4 separate regions of the Mus musculus genome follow, and all the other regions are linked to region 3. Evidence: chromatin contacts called from public ChIA-PET and promoter capture Hi-C data. All regions are on one chromosome and are shown on one strand. The core of a region is the stretch at or near the end of the contact, and the rest is flanking DNA. Distances in the headings are between cores, read along the strand shown. Region 1 holds the start of Foxo4 (forkhead box O4). Region 2 holds the start of Rtl5 (retrotransposon Gag like 5). Region 3 holds the start of Ogt (O-linked N-acetylglucosamine (GlcNAc) transferase (UDP-N-acetylglucosamine:polypeptide-N-acetylglucosaminyl transferase)). Region 4 overlaps Nhsl2 (NHS-like 2).

Region 1 (3,060 bases), core at 305-2,804, 390 kb before region 3:
CTTAGTTGAAAGATGGGGCAGGAAAAGTGTAACTTGAACCTGAAGAGCTTTCCTAGAGTTTGAACATTACAGTACTTTGGATTTTTAGGCCCACCTGTTTCCTTGTGTAAATCACTTGATCTCTGAGATCATCTGTATTTTCATCTATAAAACAGATATAATAGTGGTTAACCATACCTTGCATGGTTAAGTGAGCTGTAAGTGAGCTAATTTTGATATGCTGGTTTGAATAAGAATGCCCCCCATAGGCCCACTAGGAAATGGCTTTATTTGAAAGGATTAGAAGGATTAGAAGCCGGTGCACTGTTGAAGAACTTAAACCCAGTCATAATGTCTCCATTTAGAATTTGGAAGTAGCAAGTTACAGAAGTGGAAAGGTGACCATCAGTGTGGCTGAGAAGGTTAGGTAGACCCAGAACAGCCTCTAACCAAATTCAGAGCTTAAGAGTAGGGATCGGGGATTTAGCTCAGTGGTATAGCACTTGCCTAACAAGGGCTAAGGCCCTGGAGTCGGTCCTCAGCTCCAGAAAAAAGACAAAATAACAGAGGTTAAAGGTAGCTAGAGGGTGGAGGTATAGGTGCAGAAAGAGATTAAAAAAAAAAAAAGTTCAGTTGGAGACATGTTGAATGAGAAGCCATTGAAGATCAGAACAAGGAGAAGATCAGTATTTCAGAGGCCTGCATAGCTGACAGAGGAAACTAGCAAGACTGTCTGTGAAATGTACATAGAAAATGGAGAGAGTGCACCATAACCAATGAACACTGTTTGTTGTTACACAAGCTTCCCTCTCAACTCCCCAAGTGAGTGTGTCTTATTTTCTAATCAGATCCCTACTTGTTGATACTCTTTCTGCTTCTTATAAGGGCAATACATTTTCACTTTGCTTTCTTAGTGAAGGATGGGAAAATCTAGCGTCTTTCAAAACGATCTTTTGGGCGACCCCGAAACTCGAGGAAGTGGGTGAAAAGGGAAGGAATGAGGAAAAATATTTTTAAGAAAAGAAAAAGAGTCCGGGACGACCTCTAATCATTAAAGTTCCACCTCCCCACATCCTGCCACGCGCCGCTCTCCTGCGGCCGATATCGGACTCCTGATCGCAAGGTAGGACGGGAGATGTAGTCTTCGAGAACGACCAGGGTGGCACGATTCGAGAACTCAGTTTCCCAAGTGGCTCCTGAGGCGCGTGCGCAGATGGCTGCCCCAGCGAGTGGTAAACAGAGACGTCTGGCGGGGGCTGCTGCTTGGAGCAAAACAAAAGGGAAACCCGGGGGGCGGGGGGTGGGGGGGTCCGATAGGGGATTCAGTTCTGGAGTTGGGGAGGCTGGGGCCGCAAGAACCTTGACCCTCTCAAGAGTGACCTGGAGGGAAGAGGCGAGGGGAGGGAGAGCCAGGGGAGGGACAAGTGACGCCCGGGAGCGGGGCGTGGGGGAGGGCAGCGATCCGGGTGGAGGAAATTTGGGAGGAGTGTCCGGGGGGCAGCAACTTGAAAGGGGGAGGGAACTTCGCTGAGGAGACGTTCGGTGATGGGAGCGCAATGTATGAGGGGATACGGTGCCTCAGGTTTAAAAGAGCAGGAAGCTGAGTGAGAGGGTGCAGAAAGTGCCTTCGCTAGGCGGAGGTTACAGGTGGTGCCTCAGAGCGCTACTCTGAGGCTGCAGCCCGGACTCCGGAGGGGATCGGAGAACGGAGTGAAAGGGACAGTTTAGGAGCTAGAGTCCGGAGACGAGGGAGAAGTTCGTGACTTTCTGAGAACTGGAAAGAATGTGTTTCCCCCCTTGGGGGAGGCATGGTGAGGGACTGTGGCAGGCTCCACTGATCGCTGAGCTGCAGAGGTTCGACCCCACGTATGGATCCAGAGAATAAGAAGTCAGCCACAGGGGCTGCCGCGATCCTAGACCTCGATCCCGACTTCGAACCCCAGAGCCGTCCGCGATCCTGCACCTGGCCCCTTCCTCGACCAGACCTCGCTACGGAGCCACACGAACCGTCCGAGGTGGAGCCCAGTCTGGGACAGAAGGTACCCACGGAGGGACACTCCGAACCGATCCTGTTGCCCTCTCGGCTCCCAGAGCCGGCAGGGGGCCCCCAGCCGGGAATCCTGGGGGCTGTAACAGGTCCTCGGAAGGGAGGCTCCCGCCGGAATGCCTGGGGAAATCAGTCATATGCAGAACTCATCAGCCAGGCCATTGAAAGCGCCCCGGAGAAGCGGCTGACACTCGCCCAGATCTACGAATGGATGGTCCGCACGGTGCCCTACTTCAAGGACAAGGGTGACAGCAACAGCTCGGCAGGATGGAAGGTAAGTATGACTCCCTTACCTTCACGCCATCCACCCTTGGACCCCTCTAGTTACTCTCACTCCGGGGCCCCCCATTACCGCCTTTCCACCCCTTTGGAAAGCCCAAAGATCCACCTTTAATCTTCAGTTAGACAGGCATTTACTTAGTACATAGTATATACCACACTCTGAGCAGCTTGAAGCAGGAGGATCGGAGATGAATAAGACACTGTCCCTGCTCTGAGGAAAATCGAATTCTCTACTCGCTACTCAGCACTTTGGCTTGAGCTGCTCCAAACATTTATTCCCACAGAGAAGTCTTTATCCTATGTACAGCAGGAACTGTGTGGATTCTCCACCGGCACCTAGCCTTCCCTCCTCCCTCCCCTCCCACCCAACACCTTTTGGCCCATTCCTGCGGGATTACTCGGATTCCCTGCTCGCCTCCCAATACCTCAGTGAACAGAACTGTTCTACGATTGCTCTGCCCAAGAGGGAGTGGGCGGTGAAGGGGGGCAAAGTGGTTGGTATCCATGGGGAAAGGTAGCGACCTTGTGCACTAAGGAAAGAGGCCCGCAAGCTGCTATCTGCCTCAGTTTACCTTCTCCTGACGAAAATCCTTCCTTGTAAGGCGCTCTCCAAACTCACGGGGAAAGTCTTTGTTCAGGAATACTACTCATGGAGAAAGGAGGTATCATATAGCTTTGACTTTCGAGTCCAAGTTGGTCCTTGGTCTTTCTTGAAGAAACTGGGAAGATCTCAAACGGTAACTCTGAAAACT
Region 2 (3,120 bases), core at 218-2,717, 430 kb after region 3:
CTCATTAGGAATTAGTGCAAAGGGGCAGCAGCTATTTTGAACTCCAGTGAGCGAGGCTGTCTTGGGGACACGCACTTTCCTTTCTATCTTGACACACTCAAGAATCAGCTCATCCAGGTCGGCCACTTCAGTTGACCATAAGAGTTCCTTTCGAAAAATTTCTGACAAGCCTTTGAGAAATTGGTTTTGGAGGCGACAGTCATCCCAAGACAAGAACTGGGCCAAGAACTGAAAAGCATCTGCATAGCTGCCCAGGGTACAGTTTCCCTGCTTGAGCTTGCGTATGGCCTTTTTAGCCACGCGTGAGGGGATGGGGCCACAGAATTCCTTACGGATTTCATCCAGGAAGCGCGGGAAGTTGGCATGCAAGGAGCTTCCTTCCTGAGTGACTGAGATAGCCCAGTCTCTCGCTTCCCCTGTGAAAAAGGAGATGAGAAATGCCACCCGTTCCGCGCCCCCAGGGAAGTGATCCTCGTGATCTGCTATGAAAGTCTCTAGCTGCATCAGAAATTCAGCCAGGTACACTGGGTCGCCTGAAAAGGGTTCTATGTCTGGCCGCTCCAGCGGTGGCAAAAGGAACTCAAAGGTTGGCTCCTTTAACATGGGGGAGTGCAGTTCCGGCTGGGACGGGCTGGGTGACAGAGGAGGGTCACTGGACCCGTCGGGGTTGGTATAGTCCTGGACCACATTAATCAAAAGATCATCTGAGACGTACTCGGGATCTGTGCGTGGAGGAGGCCAGCACAGGAAAGGCACCTCCTCCTCCTCCTCTTCCTCCTCCTCAGGAGTGGGATCAGTCTCATTGAGCAGGAACTCAAAGTTCTCCTCGGCAAGGACCGGTACTATGGGCATGGGCCAGCGGATGTAGCTCGAGACATTGCCCCGCAAGGAATTAACCTCGGCCAAGGCTCTTCCGAGCTGCAGGCCCAGCTGGACATTCTCTCCTCGAAGGGCATTTAACTCCTCTCGCAGGGCCACATTCGCCAAGCGGAGGCTATTGAGATTTCCCGCCGCTTCAGACATTGTGACAAGTTCCTGGGGCTTTGAGTGCTGGGCACTTGGGGGTAGGGAGTTATGGGGAGTGCAGGAGGAGGCAGAAATGAGGAGGTGGGCGTGGGAGGAGACCAACGTGCGGCGACAGGGCGACCCGGCGCAAGCGAGCCCGGGCCACACCCACAGGGGCTCGGTCCGGGACGCGTTACCTCGTGGCAGGGGTCGGAGAGAGAGCAGGCAGCAGCTCGGGACCTGGAGGCGGCAGGCGCAGGAGACAGACGAGACGCTGGCAGAGGTGACGCCAACAGAGGCAGGCAGAGTAGGAGGGAAGGGACTGCGGCAGGATCTGTCGAGGAAAAATCTTGCAGACAGCGATCCCTCTCGCCTTTTAAGCTCAGCTACGCGCGCCCCCCGCAGGGGCGGGCCTTCGGGAACCGAGGGAGCCCACTGGCTCCCGCGGCTGCGCTCTCACTCACTCTCTCCTTCCCTAGCTGCAGCTAACTCGGGTCGGGAAAATGCGACAGCGACTGCCCACTCGAGGTCGTCATGGCGACAGCCAGTGAACGTGTTCCTCTCCTCGGGCAGGCCCCCGAGTGTAGAGGAACTGCTTCGCGAGGCGCAGCTCAATCTCCAGAGCCTGTTGCAAGGTACTGCGAGGGTGGGGGGCTGCCTTAGAGGCAGCTGCGCAGCAGGAGGGAGGCAAAGAAGAAATGGGGAGCAGCAAAAGAAAAGAAAACAGTTCCAAACCATCTCTCTTTTCACCTTCCAGACTGATGATGCTAACATTCTGTTTCCAGTGCTGTTGCTCCCTTCCTCCCTCCCTTTTTGGTTCAGTAGTCCATAAAGGGAGAAAGGATACAGGCTGAGACAGGGTAGTGGTCAAGCAATTCACGGAGAAGGAAATGGGAGACTCCCTCAATGGGGACCCACATTCCTTCCAGCCCTCCTGTTATATAGCCCATGCCTTGGGATGCTGGCACCAGAAAACAAAGGGGTTTCTCCTTACCTGGACTTCACACACTCTGCTCTTGTAATAACCTCCCAACCACAATGAGCTCCTCCATATATCTCTCCAAGCTGAGGATGTAGCTTAGTGGTAGCATGTGCAAGGCCCAAGCTTCTATGTCCAGCACCACAAAAAAAAAAAAAAAGCCATCTCTTGTACCTTTGAGTTTCTCTTACTACTTGAGTTTTTCAGAGACACTGGACACAGGGCTGAATTCCCCCAGGAGGTGCCCAATGGATACGAAATGTACAAAATATCTTGTCAGTTCTTATATCTCCGTGCCAGCATATATTAATCCCAGTGCAGAACAGAAAACATCTGATGGGCCTCCCAAGGGGGATACAGTGGAAACCCCCAGCTCCCCGAAAAGGGCAGTAGTGACCTTAGAGAAGCAAGATGCTAAGAGATAATCATGAGCCCTGTGTCCAACAAGGAAGAGCTACCATGCAAGAGGGGGAGGGGAGTGAATGTGCTAGTTTAGCAAAGGTAGAATTAGGACCAGGAAGCAGAAACTCAGAGAGAGGCAGACCTCCACCTCCAGACAAAGAAAAACTTTTCCAACATGCCCAGGGGCCACAGTTCAAAGGGAAGAGTGCTCTTTGGGTATCTGCCCTGAGACTTAAGAGCACCTGGAAGGGCTTCTGAAGAGGGAATCGGAGCAGAGAGCGCAGACATTGCTGCAGAGAATCAGCCCTGAGAGCAGCCTCAGCACCAGATTCAGAGCACACAGAGCCTGGAATGTCCATTCTGACCTCTCACTTTCTGCATGTCATCTAAGCCATGGCTTTGGTCAGGCCCGTTCACATCTTACACATACTTCCGTCATCATGTGTCCATGAACTTGGCTGTCTTCTATGCCACCACCTTCGGTTTCCTGACTTTTAGCCTCCCTAGACCTGACCCCACCCACAGTGGAACCAGACCTAGAAAACATCAATCGTGAGTTCTTGCGGCCAGGTATGGCGGCACAAGCCTGTATGTAACTCCAGCACTCAAGAGACTGAGGCAGGAGGATCTTGAGTTCTGAAGCCAGCCTGGGCTACATGTAAAACTTTGTCTCAAAGAAAAACAAAGCAAACATAAGTTCTTGCAATCCAAGGCAGGGTTCCAGACTGGACTTC
Region 3 (3,108 bases), core at 235-2,734:
GTCAAATAGCTGTCCGACTGGGAGCATGACCTGACATTTAACGACTTTTTACTTAATTAACTATCACGCACTAATCAAGAAGGCCTAAACATCTGCTAGTAGAATCTGAGTTGCCTTTCTTAATGAGGAAAAGCTGAGTTCTTTCAACAAAGGTGGATCACTTGGTGGGTTTGGGGCTTGCCAGGTGTATCAAATGAAAAGATAAGGCCAATCAATATCCAGGAGAGTTTGAATGGCAAGCTTTCTTTTTTACTACATGTTGTGGTTCTGTGGGGCAGAAGAAATGAACAATATTATCAACTTTTTCTGCACTCATAATCCAAAGTTCATAGGTTGTTTGGCAATCTCAAGAAACTGAAACAGCCTTTGAGGATTTGTTTTTTATTTCACCAAGGAGCTAGACAGCAAACATTTTTACACAAGCTCACTAATTTTTCCTAGATCAAAGAGTTTTGAAACGGAAAGACTCTAAGAGAGCTAACTGTAGTCCCCAGTGGCTTGTAATAATCACTTAGTGACGTGTCTTAAAACTGTCAAGGAACAAGGCAGGAAATATAAATTAATAACAATGTGACAAAAATGTCCAAACACTGGGCTTGAAACCGTAAGAGGATCCAAAGAGCTGTTTTGTCAAAGGAAGGCAATTGGAAATTCATTGTAGTTGTGTGGTTTAGGAAGAAGGCAAAGGAACACAGTTTGCTTTGTTGAATTGCCTTAAGCTCCAAGGCATTTGCAGTCCTTAATGATTCTGACGAAACAAGGTCACAATTCAGGATCAGGAATTTTGAGGAAAAAGGCATCCTCTTTAACATTTCTGTGGTTGCTTTTGACATGCAAACTCCTAGCATTTACCCTGTTACCATCCCGAATCTCACAAACGATTTTGAATTTTAGGGTTATATGGTTCAAATCGAACACATTTGGGTTCACTCAGCTCAGGGAGACTGTCCGTTTTTCTCATCAAAGTACTTAAATTCATGGGTGGAGTCTGAATCAAAAAGCATTCAAATCGAACCGGCTCCCCCATTGTTTTGAACAGCCCCGTCTCTGAAACGCAAATATTCGCGTTTACTTGCTTAGAACTAACACGTTGGTCGTGTAAACTACCCTTTTCTGTTGAATGGAGTTAATTAAACTTTTCTAGACGCTCTGACATTCTAACATCGACATCACTGACCAGGTAGTAGACTCGTACTTTAGCGCTTGCCAAAAAAAAAAAAAAAAAAAAAAAAAAAAAAAGTAATCGACGGGCGTTTTTTGCCCTTCCGCCTTGCTCTTAAAAACTTGCTGGCTCTTGCCCCATAGGGAGCCCTTAACCCGGAGTTGCCTAGACAGGGTTGTCGCATGCGCTCTCTACAGTCATGTTTGTCGCAATGGACCTTGGGCGGAAGGTTACGTAAGAGCAAATGACTTTGATTACAGTCACTTGGTCGGTAGTCTTGTTACGCGCTACCTCCGCGGGGTACTTGATTATAACAGAAAGTAGTTCCGGCTTGTGTTGTTTCGGTCGAGGAGCCCTCGCCGCCATTTCAAGACAGTGAGAGGTAGATGTCTACCAAGAGTTCCTAAGATTCGAGTTCAGTATTCTGTGCCGCCCCCTGAGCCCTTCAAAACACTGATACGGCTGCTGCCTTTTTTCTGCTACTTCTAGAACCATTCTTGTCAGTAGTGGCGGCAGTAGAAGTCAATTACCCCTTGTTCTATCTCAAGAAGCTCCAGATGGCGTCTTCCGTGGGCAACGTGGCCGACAGTACAGGTACTAGTGTCCCATTCTACTCTGGCAGACGTCCCTTTGGGGTCTGGCGCCGTCTTGTATCTTTCATTACTTCCCTCTGACCATCCCCATTACATCAGTGGCATTACTGAGCTCTCGAGTTCTACTGCTATCTGATCGGGTTTGGTGCTGCCGTCCGTTCGTAAACATTCTCTAGTTGCTTGCTTGCATTTTGCTTGCTTTGGGGGCTTTTTCGTTGTTGCTTTATCCCATCAGTGTTGTAGCCTTCTCTCTCGGGACGAATCTATAGCACACGTGCGCGCTTAGTGTGTCTTGGAATGGGCTGCATTGGAATCTCTGCAATTTCTGTCTCCCGTCGCAACTGTTTTCTCCCTCAATTTCAGCCCGTCGCTCCCTCCCGTGCGCTTCCACCTCCTCCCCAAAGCCCCTTTCCCTTAGCCACATTTGGTCCTCCTTTGCCAGGCTAGGGCGGGGATGCTATTTCGGTGTAATCCTAGCCTCACTTTGCATCAGGCATGACTAGCGAAGGCTCCTCGGTGTGCTTCCAAGTAGCACCAAGAAGAGCTACTTGAGCCCGCACCCCGCCGGGGCAGCGCCTTGTGTTCTTGGGTTGAGCGGCCCCGATTTAGGTTGGAAATTTCCAGGGGTTCTCTTAGCCATCACCCAATTGCACCCGCTGCCCCAGTACGGAGTTTCCTACCCTGGTCAGCCCTCCCTGCTTGTTGCAACCACACCCTTCCTCTGCGAACGTGCCAGCCCGACAGTCGTTTCTTATCCTCAGGGAAGAAACCACCTCGGTGTGTTGCTTGGCGGCGACCACCCTGCCCGCCCTCCTAATTCTCTTTCTTTGTGTTACTTTCTCTATGTATTCCTCCGCCATGGCCTCTGGGTTTTCATCCCCATTCTTTAGCCCAGTATCTCTTTATCCATAGGGTGTGCATTATTATTTCTTTTTTAAGTTTCCATCCTTGCTTGAAGAGTTTGTAAAGCAACTGGAGTGTAGCTGCACAAGTGCAAAGCGGTTGCCTCTTTTCAACGATGCATCTCCAAGCCTTTGCTACAGAAAATAAGAAAACAACCAAATTGTAGGAGTGTCCTTCAACTGCCTTTCCAGATTGAGGCTGTTTGGGGCGGGAGGGGATGGGGAACCAGGCTGCAGCTCTAAGGTTCCCGAGAGGTTATTGTTTCTCAGTGTCTAGGTTTTAGTTGACGATTTTGAATATTGTGAGATAAATAGATGACTCTAAAATAGTATCTCATCCTTAATAGATGGGAATGGGATCAAGATTTCCACCTTTCTGTTTCCCCATCATGATTTTCAAAAATGTAAGATTCTGTCGTAGGTTTTTGTAAGAACTTGCTCTTTTCTGACT
Region 4 (3,142 bases), core at 247-2,746, 310 kb after region 3:
TGTCCGTTCGGTGGTGCTACTAGCCACAGGTACCCACATGGAAACCAAATGGACCTCGATGCTTGGCTCAGGCTGGAGCTGTCTGAATGATTCATCAGGCTCTCTCAGGGTCAAACCTTAGGTCTACAAAGACCTTCAGCATCACGGGGAAGCAGTCGTTAGCTACAGCTTTCCACACTTTCCTCAAAGGGAACAGTAGGACCTGGATTAGGGTTTCTTTGGCTTCCACAAATGCTGTCTGGGCAAGCAGTGCTGTGCCTACCTATGTTCCATTCAGCCCAGAGGATAGGCCGTGCCCTCACAAATCTGGATTCTCTTCTGCATGTTTATTGTCTCCAAAGCAGAGGTGGGACCTTAGCTGCAGGCTGTGATCTGTGTTTCTTACAGTCTAAGGAAACAAGCAATATATTACTAATAAAGAAAATAAAACAGGCAGTGGCAAACACCAGAGGCGGGTGCAAAGGCGATGTGGACTTTAACTGCATAACTTTTTGATCTACTAGTAAATCCTTCTTAACCCCAGAGCCATGTCCATGTCATGCACTTGATTCAACTGCACATCCTGCCAAGGTTCCAGGGTCATCTTAGTTGCCTCTCTCTCTCCCATCTGTTCCAATTTCTGGTGCACATTCCTAACTCACAGCTCCTGCTCCTATTCCCATGCTTAGGTCTTGTTTTGCTTTGCTTTAGAAACAGTCTCACTATTATTCTTAACTATGTTGCTCTGGCTGTCCTATAACTCACTTTGTAGACCAGGTTGGTCTCAAACTCAAGGAGATCTGCCTGCCTCTGCCTCCCAAGTGCATGTGTCACTATGCCCAGCTCTGTGTCCCGCTCCTTAACTCAAAGCATTTCACACACTCAAGCCCCACACCTGTCTGCCTTTCTCATTAGGAGCTATTTTACAGCTTTTAATTTTGAAATGGTAAATGTTTGCTATAATGCTTGAATTTCAAAGTCCTTTATGACATCATCGTTTAACTGACCCTTCCTGAGTGTGTCTGGTGTGTGTGAGTGGAGGAGGGGTGCAATTTGATGCTGTGGAAAGCCCATCTCACCTGAACTTTGGAGTCACACATAACTGAGTCATATAGCCCCTCCCCTATTCTTTAGCGGTTTGTTCCCTGCCTTCGCCCCCATCTTCCCCTGGTCCTCAGTCTCTATCCCCATCAGAAGTTGTAATGAATCGACGCGAGGTTCTGGTGTGTGTGTGGGGGGGGGGGTGAATAATGCTGGGGTTCATACAGGACTGGGGCCCAGGAGGGCAGAGCAGGCCAAGTGTGCCCCGGCTGGTTTGCGTGAGCAGAGCAGCTCTGTGCAGCTCCGCGCGTCACCAGGCGCGTGCGGAGGCGGCAAGAGCGGCGGGCGGTGAGTCATGGTCCCCGCGCACCTCCGGAACTGGAGGCTGCTTGGCGCAGCACAGCCCCCGCCTAGCTCCCTGCTCCTCCCCGCTCCTGGGGCGGACGGGCGGCATGAAAGCCTGATGCCGGGCGGCAGAGGGCGCTGCTGTGCAGCTGCTGGCAAGCCAAACAAAAAAGGCTGGAGCTGCCTCTGGCTGGGAGGGATGAACAGCAGCCCAGAGGCGGGGCGAATGGGGGAATGAATGCCAGGGCAGCCTTGCTGTTTTTAAGAGAAAGGAAGTGTACTTCAGAATGATTCATCCCTGCACAGAGTGATGGGGCAGTGGATCCCCCTACCCACCGAAGGAGAATGCCTTTCTTGCTTAGCCTAAGCTGTCTAAAGTTAGCAGCATTATCCATTCCTTAGAGAGGGTCCCTGATAGAGCGGGTTACCTCTTTTCAAAATGGATCTGCCCAAGGGACTTAGCCTGCAACCTTCTTTCCTCTGATGATTGCCACTTGAGGAAAGTGGCCTAAGATTTGAGCTGACAGTAATGCAGGGCAAGAGAACGTGCTCTACTTATCGGTGACCAACGTCCCACTGTCGTCGTGTTTTTTTTTGTCTTGAAATTGCTCTGTGTGTGTGTCCTTGAGCTTTTGCTCAGGGTAGAACCCAGAGCCTTGTGCATAATAGATAAGTGCTATTCAACTGAGCAACATCCCCAAACCCAAACTTAAGCACCATCATTCATTCATTCATTCACTGTGAACATCTTCACAATGTTTGAAAGCCAGTCACAGTGCAGAGAAGGAAGAGAACCAAATGTTAAAACAATGATCCTTAGCAGAAAACAGCTTATGCTTGACCCGGGACACCTAAGTAAATACATGCAAGAGCTTCATGCTGCACCTTGGAACTGAGTTGTTTTGGTCGCTGATGCATTCTGGGAGCACACAACAGTTACTGACACACAATAGACACTCATTTGTCCAGGGAATGCTAGAGACGTTCAGGAGAGTACATGGGACCCAGAAGAGTCCAGGATGAAGATGTTAGCCAGATGGAGATTAAGACAGAGAGAAAAGAGCCTTGGCAAAATAGAGGTCTCCATCCTCACCTCCCTGTGCCTCCCTTCCCTCATTCAAGGAGAAAAGCAGAGACCTGGCTCTGAATCTAAATGTGCTTCCAGAAATGAGCCCAAGTGTATAGGTTAGGGCCTGGCCAGAGCTTCTGACCTCTGACTTAGCTCGGCTTCAGATTACAAACTTGCCTATTTTCCGTGCTCCTCTCCCCCCCCACCCCCTCACTCTGTCTTCCCTCAAACTCCCCTAGAATAAATTATCTATGACATGAAAGTCTGTACTTGTGTTTTGTCATGAGGTTTATTTTTTGTATTAATTGTATTTCAAAATAAAGGCTTTGTTGTTTACAGATCTTTATACTAGCACAATTTTGCTGTAGGAAAACAAGTCAACACTTTTGTACTAAGAATAAAATAAAAATCCAGCCATAGTTTCACCGTCCAAAGTAGTGCTTGGCGTTTGGAATGCTTCCATTACAATTCACACACACTGGCACTCATCCAGTTAGAACTGGTACAGACTGAATCTTATGTTCCTAAGAAAAACATGAGCTTGGACAGTGGTCTCTTGCCCTCTATCAATAACTCTGATGGCAAGACGTTTTGGCTGAGAATCCCAAACTTGATTCTTTAAGCAGCTGAGGCTCCTCAGTGTAAGTCCTTGGGAAAGTTCAGAGAGCTTTCTCTGAGCCAGTGCTGTTTCCACACCATGGTATGGAT

The links. Promoter capture Hi-C pulls out the DNA fragments that hold promoters and counts their contacts. ChIA-PET counts read pairs in DNA pulled down with a chosen protein or histone mark.
Region 1: an RNA polymerase II ChIA-PET map of memory CD8 T cells shows a contact between it and region 3, with 99 read pairs. The contact joins the promoter of Foxo4 here to the promoter of Ogt in region 3. A contact is called at or near these places in 2 of 39 promoter capture datasets (erythroid cells and pre-B cells), 1 of 484 Hi-C or Micro-C datasets (CD4 T cells), 3 of 115 datasets of contacts at active chromatin or transcription factors (effector CD8 T cells, memory CD8 T cells and thymic regulatory T cells) and 3 of 9 other capture datasets (adipose tissue, liver and pancreatic islet).
Region 2: a contact with region 3 is called in a promoter capture Hi-C map of embryonic stem cells. The contact joins the promoter of Rtl5 here to the promoter of Ogt in region 3. A contact is called at or near these places in 7 of 39 promoter capture datasets (the 3T3-L1 cell line, the HPC-7 cell line, the SN4741 cell line and 3 more) and 1 of 115 datasets of contacts at active chromatin or transcription factors (bone marrow-derived dendritic cells).
Region 4: a contact with region 3 is called in a promoter capture Hi-C map of liver, with 2.0 times the contacts expected there. The contact joins the enhancer-like site here to the promoter of Ogt in region 3. A contact is called at or near these places in 1 of 39 promoter capture datasets (liver), 2 of 484 Hi-C or Micro-C datasets (embryonic stem cells and uterus), 2 of 115 datasets of contacts at active chromatin or transcription factors (embryonic forebrain and embryonic limb bud) and 1 of 9 other capture datasets (adipose tissue).

Annotation. Positions count from the first base shown.
Region 1 is chrX:101,252,974-101,256,033 of GRCm38.p6, forward strand. It overlaps Foxo4 (forkhead box O4), which reads left to right and starts at 1,555. Exons shown (of 3, transcript NM_018789.2): 1 at 1,555-2,300. The coding sequence starts at 1,848.
Region 2 is chrX:102,069,840-102,072,959 of GRCm38.p6, forward strand. It overlaps Rtl5 (retrotransposon Gag like 5), which reads right to left and starts at 1,468. Exons shown (of 2, transcript NM_001278534.1): 1 at 1-1,468. The coding sequence starts at 1,023. Nhsl2 (NHS-like 2) reads left to right here. Exons shown (of 8, transcript NM_001163610.1): 2 at 1,485-1,640.
Region 3 is chrX:101,638,567-101,641,674 of GRCm38.p6, forward strand. It overlaps Ogt (O-linked N-acetylglucosamine (GlcNAc) transferase (UDP-N-acetylglucosamine:polypeptide-N-acetylglucosaminyl transferase)), which reads left to right and starts at 1,485. Exons shown (of 22, transcript NM_139144.4): 1 at 1,485-1,756. The coding sequence starts at 1,720.
Region 4 is chrX:101,952,920-101,956,061 of GRCm38.p6, forward strand. All of the region lies in intron 1 of Nhsl2 (NHS-like 2), which reads left to right. Among named protein-coding and RNA genes, the nearest start is that of Gm25828, 42 kb to the left of the region's middle. Within about 2 kb of position 1,497, at least 231 of the 459 cell types and tissues checked have an H3K27ac peak or open chromatin away from gene starts, as enhancers often do. A contact at or near this core is called in embryonic limb bud and liver, where this site is marked.